Regions from separate parts of the Mus musculus genome. Here region 1 is linked to region 2. A link is a contact called in public Micro-C data. All regions are on one chromosome and are shown on one strand. Each heading gives the region's core, a stretch centred on a gene start, on an enhancer-like site or on the middle of the called end of the contact. The rest is flanking DNA. Distances are from core to core; before and after follow the strand shown. Region 1 has its middle 81 kb from the start of Platr6. Region 2 has its middle 38 kb from the start of 1700020N01Rik.

Evidence for each region. Hi-C and Micro-C count contacts between places; a contact is called where the count stands out from the background.
Region 1: a Micro-C map of muscle stem cells shows a contact between it and region 2, with 2.7 times the contacts expected there. The contact joins two enhancer-like sites. A contact is called at or near these places in 5 of 484 Hi-C or Micro-C datasets (the C2C12 cell line, muscle stem cells and uterus).

The regions. Positions count from the first base shown.
Region 1 is chr10:21,775,345-21,779,620 of GRCm38.p6, forward strand. No RefSeq gene overlaps it. Among named protein-coding and RNA genes, the nearest start is that of Platr6, 81 kb to the right of the region's middle. Within about 2 kb of position 1,612, at least 97 of the 459 cell types and tissues checked have an H3K27ac peak or open chromatin away from gene starts, as enhancers often do. A contact at or near this core is called in muscle stem cells, where this site is marked.
Region 2 is chr10:21,628,851-21,633,737 of GRCm38.p6, forward strand. No RefSeq gene overlaps it. Among named protein-coding and RNA genes, the nearest start is that of 1700020N01Rik, 38 kb to the left of the region's middle. Within about 2 kb of position 2,866, at least 8 of the 459 cell types and tissues checked have an H3K27ac peak or open chromatin away from gene starts, as enhancers often do. A contact at or near this core is called in muscle stem cells, where this site is marked.

The DNA of each region.
Region 1 (4,276 bases), core at 362-2,861, 150 kb after region 2:
GAATGACCCACAAGGCTGAAGATTCCCAGTGTTCACATCACCCACAGTACTGTAGAATGCAAAGGACACTTGGTGCACAGCTCCTCAGTGAAGGCCAGTTGGACTATGGGTTCAGAAGTCACCTCATTCATAGATAAAAAGTGCAAGGGGACTCATGTGTGTCTTCCTACTGATGTAAATAAAACAATGTGGGTGGACAGCATACCTTGAGGGAGATGGAAAGGCGCTAAGAAACGGAGCCCCTCCTCTGTCCCAACTGCAGGGCGTGTCTCATAAATGGTACATGGATGTGCAGACAAGGACAGACACCCAAAATTACAGCATGCACCGACCTTAAGGACCTTAAATGGTTAAATGAAGCTCAAAATCTCACAGTGACCCTGTCCTTCCGGTGTTTATATGACCCTGGAAAGGGACATGCCTCCATTACAGTGTGCTGAAATCTATCTAAACTCCCAAAAGTACTTAAAATCTTGCATTTATTTGCACTTGTTCTGTTAGTTTTTAAAGTTGAAATCAACATACAATGTTGGCTAGCAATAGACATTAAAGTGTTAAATGTTAACATTTTGAGGTCTTTAATTTCATTAAATCAATTGCAAATGTTGTCACATTGACACTTTTTCAGACCCGTTATTACATAGCATTTGATTAAAAAGAAAAGGAAAGATATGGAGAAGGAATATTTAATCTAGTTGCCATCTGTCACATATATTCAATCCTGTAGGTATTGTGTGATAATTATTTCTGCTCTGTGTGGCTTGGGTGGTGAAGGCGGATTTACTTTGTATCCATTATTTATAACCGAAGCATAATGTGGGTTTCTAGGGAATTGCCTAGAATTTCAGGCTCATGTTTACAACTAACAAATGTCACACAACAGAAGGATAAAAACTGTTTCAAAGGCAAAATTGTTATTTGAGGATGTATGGAGCCTCCTGAAAAAGAGGTATTGGTTGGATGCTTACCCTGGGAAACGCTCTGGGGAGGGCTAATGCCCAGAACTACTAAGGCAGGCAGAGCAGGATGCAGACACACTGTCCCAGAGCACCAAGGAAAGAATGGCTAGGCGGGACGATGCATTGCTGTCTTTAAAACATCTTCGTGTTCTTGGAACTTTCCTAAGCAAAAGACTGAGCAGAGTTTCCTCGGGCTGTTGTGGTCAAGCCCGTGCTGCTTTTTAAATCAAGCTAACATTGGCACTGGTTTCTGAGCAATGTGGAAGTTATTGTAAAGGCCCACGTTTAGTTATAAGGCTACCCCTCTCTGCGTGTGCTTTCCCGGGGTGTGTCTAAAGGTTTCTGCTGAGTCACTGCAGCCCCACACTGAACAGTCAGCTTTGTGGTACTGCTCATGGACAAGTAAACACTGAGACCTTGTTTTAGTTTCAAATAAAAAAAGAAACTGTCTCCATTTCTTCTTCTTGAAGGCATGTGTAAGAGGTTAATTCCCTGCTCCTAGCCCGGTTAAGACACACACACCTGAGGAGGCTTGAGAGAGCTTCCTTCTTCAGATCTAGGAAAGGAAATTAGCAGTTGCTAGACAACATTCATCGCCAAGGAAACGCAGAGGGAAAGCAGGTGAGAATCTGCCTCTGCTCATAACTTTGTATGACTCTCAGTGCGCTCACTCCACCCGAAGGGCGGCCATTAACCTTGTGGCCCTCGTCAATTGTTTTGTGTAATTTTCTGCGATGCAGAGATGACAATGATATGCACAAAAATAGATTTCCAGAACCTGTGTGGGATTCTCTGTATGAAGGGTCACACATCGGTTATGTCAGCCAGTGTGGGCATGTGGATGTTAACTTTTGCTTACAAACCAATACAGTGTTATCGGCTTTCTTTCTTGGGTTGTCTCAGTCCTGCTGTCAGTCATTTTCAGTTCCCTCCTGGGTCCCCTTGGCATCTTTATATCAGGCAAGAGCATTGCTCTTGGGTTGGGCAGTAGCTGTGAGTACTTCCACACCCTGTGAGATGCTACAGCATCATCCTGTCTGTTTCTTACCTCAGTTCTAAAATTGACCATTTCTCTAAATAGTTTCAGTTCCGTTTACTGGACAATGATATTAGAAATCAAGGAAGTGCATCTTACAAGTGTGTGCACTTATACACTAATATTGCTGCATGTGTTTGTATCTGTTTTAAGCCAAACACATAATGTTGTCTCTGATTCTAACCTAGTGTCACTAGTATCAATATATTGGTGCCTTTTTGCTGTCTACAACCTTCTACTCCAGTATCGGAAAAACCTGGCTCTAAATATCCACCATCTATTTAATTACTTAGTTTTGATATGCTTCTATAATGACCTATATTTAATCACACATCTAAGGGATCTAATTATATCGACAAGGGCGCAGTACTCCCTTGTCCCTTTCATATTGTATTTTACATACATACCAGGGTTCTTAGGTTATTACCTTTACCCTACCACATTCCATACAATTTTGTAATGCATTTAGAGAATATGTCATAGCCTAGGTTTTGTCCTGAGATGTTCAAATTCTTTCAGTGATCAAAACCAAACAACAAACAAACAAGAAAACCCCAAAGCCAATCTGTGTACTTTAAGGTTTACAACATGTGTGTGTGCTCACATACACACGCATGTGTGCTGTAAAGTTCTACACCCTGCTCACGGAGCTATAGAGAAACTCCTTTATGAATGTACAGCACATTTGGACTTCCTTCCAAAAAGTACAGTATGAAAGGGGTGGGGAGAAGAGTAACTTCACAGTAGAAAACGAGGCAAACTGATGGAGGCGTCAGTCTTGTTTGGCTTAACATATATACAAACAAGTGCATATAGGCAAACTGCCTCTTCCAGGAGGTTAAGGGTCAGCATCGTGAGCCAAGTTATCCTAATGAAAAAGAATTTGCTCCGAACTGGTTATAGATGGTCGTTCGGAGCAAGTTCCTTTTCATTAGGAAACAATCCAGAAACTGCCTCACTTGGGGATCCATCCCATAAACAACCACCAAACCCAGACACTAGGCACTTGCCAACAAGAGACTACTGACAGGAGCCTGATATAGCTGTCTCCTGTGAGGCTCTGCCAGTGCCTGACAAATACAGAAGTGGATGCTCACAGTCATCCATTGGACAGAGCACAAGGCCCCCAATGAAGGAGCTAGAGAAAGTACCCAAGGAGCTAAAGGGGACTGAAGCCCCATAGAAGGAATATCAATATGAACTAACCAGTACCCCCAGAGCTCCTTGGAACTGTACCACCAATCAAAGAAAACACATGGTGGAACTTGTGGGTCTAGCTGCATATGTAGCAGAGGATGGCCTAGTCGGTCATCAATGGGAGGAGAGGCCCTTGGTCCTGTGAAGGTTCTATGCCCCAGTATAGGACAATGCCAGGACCAGGAATGGGAGTGGGTGGGTTGGGGAGCAGGGGGGGAGGAGGGGATAGGGGATTTTTGGAGGGAAAACTAGGAAAGGGGATAGATAACATTTGAAATGTAAATAAAGAAATATCTAATAAAAAATATCCCCAGGAAAAAAGAAAGAAAGAAAGAAAGAAAGAAAAAGAAAGAGAGAAAGAAAGAAAGAGAAAGGGAGAGAGAGAGAAAGAGAGAGAGAGAGAGAGAGAGAGAGAGAGAGAGAGAGAGAGAGAGAGAGAGAGAGAGAGAAAGAAAGAAAAAGAACTTGCTATAGTGACAACTCTTTATCCTGCCCTCTGGTCTCTGCAACTCATAACCCAAGGATAATCAGAATAAAAGCACTCAAGAAACCACCTTCCCCACTTAGGGACTTATTTTTAAGTGTCAAATTTGACAACACTGCTTGTATTCTTATGTTAATATTGGGCCCCAGAGAGAAGAAAGACTCTGAGGAACCCTGCTCCCAAGTTATTTCTGATTGGTAAATAAAGATGCCAACAGCCAATAGCTGGACAGAAGAGACATGGGTGGGGTTTAGGTTTCGAAGGCTTGGGGTCTGGGGAGAACCACAAGGGAGGAGAAGGTGCAGGAGGAGGAAGCCAAAGCCACTATAGGTTAGGAGTCAAGAAAACATGGCCTCAATAAGTAGTAACTTGGGGTTATCGATAGGAAATAGATTCTAATAGCAGAGAGGGTAAATATCTGTCCAACTATTGTGCTGTTTAAGGCTTATTGTAAATATAAAAGGGGTGTGTGTGTGTGTGTGTGTGTGTGTGTGTGTGTTTTCCAGGAACTAAATGGAAAAAGGCAGGGTAGAAACCCTGGGTCAGGACTAAATAATTTCTACAACAGCACCCTGACTAAGTCCTGGAAAGAAAGGGGAC
Region 2 (4,887 bases), core at 1,616-4,115:
TGACCATTTTTATAAGTTGGTACTGAACACTCCTCTACATTTTGGTCCAATCCCTCTAGTGTCCAGTACCTTTTATTACAGAACCATTTATATGTTTGTTTGTTTGCTTGCTTGCTTGTTTTTCAGTTTAACAATCCACTTTCTTTCCTGTCTCTTATGTGTACCAAGATCAGAACTGAAGCTAGGTTTTTGCAATGACCTTAAGAAGAAAAGCAAATTTCCTTTTAATAATCTATGCCTTGCAGGAGAGAGAGGGGGAGAGGAGAAGAGGAAGAGGGTTAGGTGTATCCAGCGTTTTTCTCCTTAGAGGAGTTGACAGGCATTAGATACGCTCTTGGCTTGAGGACATCAAACAAGATATGCATTCTCTCCATCTTCCAAGAAACTGTAACCGGATGACTTATGGTCGGTCCATCATCGCCTCCTTCCTTCATCCATTTTGGTTATCTTTTTTTGCAACCCTGTCCATGAGAACATTTCATTTTTCAATCATGTGGTACATAAAGTTAACCACAGTTATCGTCTCTTCGTGAGTAAATGAAAGGCATTTTGAATGCCTGGAGCCAAACAAGTTTGATTTCACAGTGAGGCATCTTAAAAAGCAGAAAGGAAAGATGAGGTCCGGTTACTGCAGAGCTGTGCAGCTCTGCGTTGCAATCCCCAAAACTGCTGAGCATGGACTCTGTGCACCCCTGGCAGGAGACTCAGGTCAGGAGTTCAGAATGTCTTCCCAAGGAATAAATATACTCTAGACATCATCTGAGCATTCAGTTGGGTGACACAGGATGAGCCACAGGGAGCTCAGTCCCTTGTGGTAGACATGGTTAACTGAAGCATTGGCTTTTAGAGAATTCAATTCAATTATAGCGTAGCAGCTTATTTCACTGTTACCCATCCTTTCAAAATGAAAAGTTGACGATAGGAAATGACCTGAGAATGTTTGTGATGAAATGTGAATATAGAAATCAGAATGGCTAGTTTCTTCAGCACTGTAACTAGCCAGGCAGAAGGAACAAGGGATACAGGGAGAGAAATAAGAGGGAAGATGGGCAGGTTTTTTTTTTCCCATCTGTCTATGCTACTTGTTATAATGTTTGCACATTATTTTTTTAAGTACAGTACAGACTTGATGAGTTTTGCTGTTAAGTGGTCTGTTTGTTATAATTATGCTAACACCTGATAAATGGAGAGCCCCCAAGCAGCACCTAGTTTTGCCCTGTACTTTCACTGCAGAGCCTCCAGGGAAGATGGGTATATAAGGCATCCGAGCTTCAGACACTCCAAAGATTTCCAGGACAATCTTGGTGTAACACCAGAAGTACCATACTCAAAGATTCCGAGGAAAACAAACAAAGCAAATCAAAAGAGTCTTTCTTCAATTTTCTTCTAACACATAATGGGTTTTTAAATACAATTTATTTTTGAATAGGTAGGTAATGATTTACTTAAAAGTTTAAAAGATGATGTAATTTCTATATACCCTGTATTCAGCATCCCTGAAATATTAATGTCATACATTAATATAATTATATTTGTTTAGATATGTATGGATTATTACTGGCTAAAGTATACTCTTTATCTATTTCCTTATCTTTACATCAGTGGCCCTTTCTACTTGACAGCTACATCCATGTAGTTATAACATGCTTATTGAGTTGTCATCTCAGGCTGTGTTCATAACTGAGATAGTTTCTTAGACTCCTCTTGTTTTACAACCTTGGATGTCTTTAGGAAATTTGTTAGACAGTTTTGCTTCTTGGACAGTATGCCCAAACATTATTTTTTTTTTCTGCTTAGGCTGAGACTGAATAGGGCCTGGGTCTTTGGAGAAAGACCACAGAGGTCAAGGGTTGTTCTCACTCCTTTCTTTATGGATGCACACAATAAGCATGAATGAATGTCAGATGGTTAGTGTTGACCTTGGCCTCCTGGGGGAGGCACCAGGATGTCTCTTTAAGATGGTTCACCACTTGAGTATCTGCCAAAGGGAAGAGTTTCTTTTTTTAAAAATGTGGCAAAAGTTTATAAGCAGTAAGTCCTTAACCTATGACTAGCAGAATTCATGCTGTTTCCTCTTCTTCTCATATACCCATCTGATACTTATGTGTGCTTATAAATTCATATTATCTCATAGATGAAAGTGCCATAACCCTTCAGAACCACTCAGACACGTTGCCAAGACGTGTGTGGTGAAGATAATCCTGAATCTTTGTGAAGGCGGCTGTGCATAAAAAGTATCCTTCCATTCTACTGACAGCATAGATAAGTCTCACAGAGGTGACAAATCAAAACCGAGCTGTAAGTGATGACAACATGTAGGACATAGGAACCATGGGGCAAGGTCGCACTGGGGAATCCAGTATTTCTAAGCATCCCAGGTCCTATTTGAGTTGTTATTTCTTCCTAGATTAGACCCACTCAGACCACTTAATGAAAACTTGTTGAATGAATAGCTAAAAATTTAATAAAGACCTGAGATCATATCAAAAGTGGCTTCCAGATAAAAACTTTACTCCATAGCTATGCATAATTGTAATTTGTGAACAGAAAATGAATTTGTAAATATGTGCACACACAGTCAACCTGACTGGCAGTCTTTCTTGAGAATATCGCCTATCCATAATCTTTTCCCCCCAAAAGTCTTGAACTTCATTTTTGTGGCAGAGATTGGACAAGCCTGACCTCAGGACCATCTCACAGCTGCGCCCTCCCTTACCCTTGGCCTGAAATATGGAAAAGAGTTGAACCAACTACAGCTTTCCTCTGGAAAGTTGGACTAAGAAATGAGGAGTAAATGACCAAGAAGCAGTTTTACTGCAATTGTCAAATTGCCACAGGCACAGTGAGCCAGAGCCATGTGCAAAAGCTTATGAGCTGTTACAGAGAGGAAAGGCCAGACTGGTCAGGGATAAATATCCTTGAGGGAGACTGCCCTAGAGGCCACACAAGACACATAAAGGAAACCAAGAAGGAAAAAGACCAGGGACTAAACCAGAGACAGACCAAGGACTTTATGACCTTCTGATCCATTTGGGTTTGTGCGACTAGTTTCAGATAATACTTGACTCACTTCCCAAAAGTAGAGTTGGTCTCTATTCCTTAGAGCTCACATAGCTTTATGTAAACCAGCTTCCACAAGTCTCTACCTACTTAGCATCTTGAGCTTTTCAAATCCACTGTCCTTTGCAAAAGAAATATTTTAAGTGTGGTAGGACTCTAAAATTTTTATCTTGCTGTTTTTCACAAGGTCTGTTTAGATGCACAATAGGGAGGGAAGGTGGACCAGCTGGATGCCAGCATGGTATAGTGTAGACAGGCATCTGTCCCAGCTTCACCATGCTACAGCCTTCATAGGAAATAAGAACATCACATTCTATAACTATGCAGAAACGCTATCTGAAAATTAAAAAAAAAAATCCCATAGTGCTAGATGGTGCTGTGTCATCAGCTATCAATGTATTATCCAACTTTGAACCCTGTGAGCTACAATGATGACCAACCTGCCAAGACATGCCTCTCAGTGCCATAGTAGAATGAATACTATGGAGGAACCAGCCACTTTCTGATTAGAATTGAGGCCAACCTCAGAGGAGAGAATTTATGCCTGACACTGAAACCTGGCCAAGATTGTGTGGCTGGGAAGATCAGATGGGAGACCCCATTTCTACTTTACTAAGCAGGGACAGCATCAAATCGCCTCCTAAATACCTGTATTATATCATAGATTAAGGCAGCTCTCAACCCTCATTAGAAAAGCTCTCCCCACCCCACCCCCTTTTTTTGCAGTGAATGGCACTTAAGTAAGAGACAGGTTAATGTAGCCAGTCAGAGTGCTGAGAATGAGTGACTGTGGAAAGATCAGCCCCAAATGGCACATGTGAGATATCACACACACACACACACACACACACACACACACACACACACACACACACACACCGGAGCTCAAGGAACACTGTGGAAGACAGAACAGCAAGAATGCTAGAGCCAGAGGTTGGGAGGACCACGTGAAACAGTGTCACTTAGTCATGAGACAGCTGTCGAACTGAACTCACAGCAGCTGTCACTCTTGTCACACTTGTGTGACTACGTAAGACCTATACAAGTTGGGATAAAATTCTGGCATGGAATTTTAGGGGAGCAGCACATGAGGCCCATCCCTCGTTGAGGAATTACCAACAGTTGAAAGAATTAGAATAGGGAGAGTCAGTTTTCTTCACTGATGTGGCCTCTGGTAGGTTGCCCATGCTCCAGTGGACAGCCCTATATCCATGTGCATGAAGGAAGCACTGGGTGGACTCACTAGGGTATAAAGAGAAGACCTGGAGTTGAGAGATGGACAGGATAGGGGCTCTAGGAGGAGCTGGGGGGAGGGTGTCATCAGGGGAGAAAGTCAATACATGCTCAAGGTAGAATGTTCTGCATAGCAACAGAGTAATAAAACATTAAAGTTGTTAGCTATTCAGACCATCAGCCGAAAAACATAAATATTTCAGTAATTATGCTTCCCTTGAATACAGTCTCTACTTCTCTTGCATAGTAATTTGACCCTTTTCAAGTACATTTATTGGAGCTTTCTTGAATTTAACTTTCTAATTTGAGAAATGATTTTAAATAAACCTATTTTTTTAATTAATTATATAGAATCTTCAATGAATTCTCTAAATAGCCATTCTTTTATTTCATAGCATCTTTTTATTTTATGATTAGAAATAGTACAGTTCTACACAGTAAATTAACAATGAATAAGTAGTCATGACAGTATAAAAATCTCAACTTGTTGGCACCTGGCAGGATTCTGTTTATTGTCAACACAATAGCTATGTAGTTAGATATAGGTGGTTCATTTCAGTGATCACTCACAGACATACTATGTTTCAGGGTATA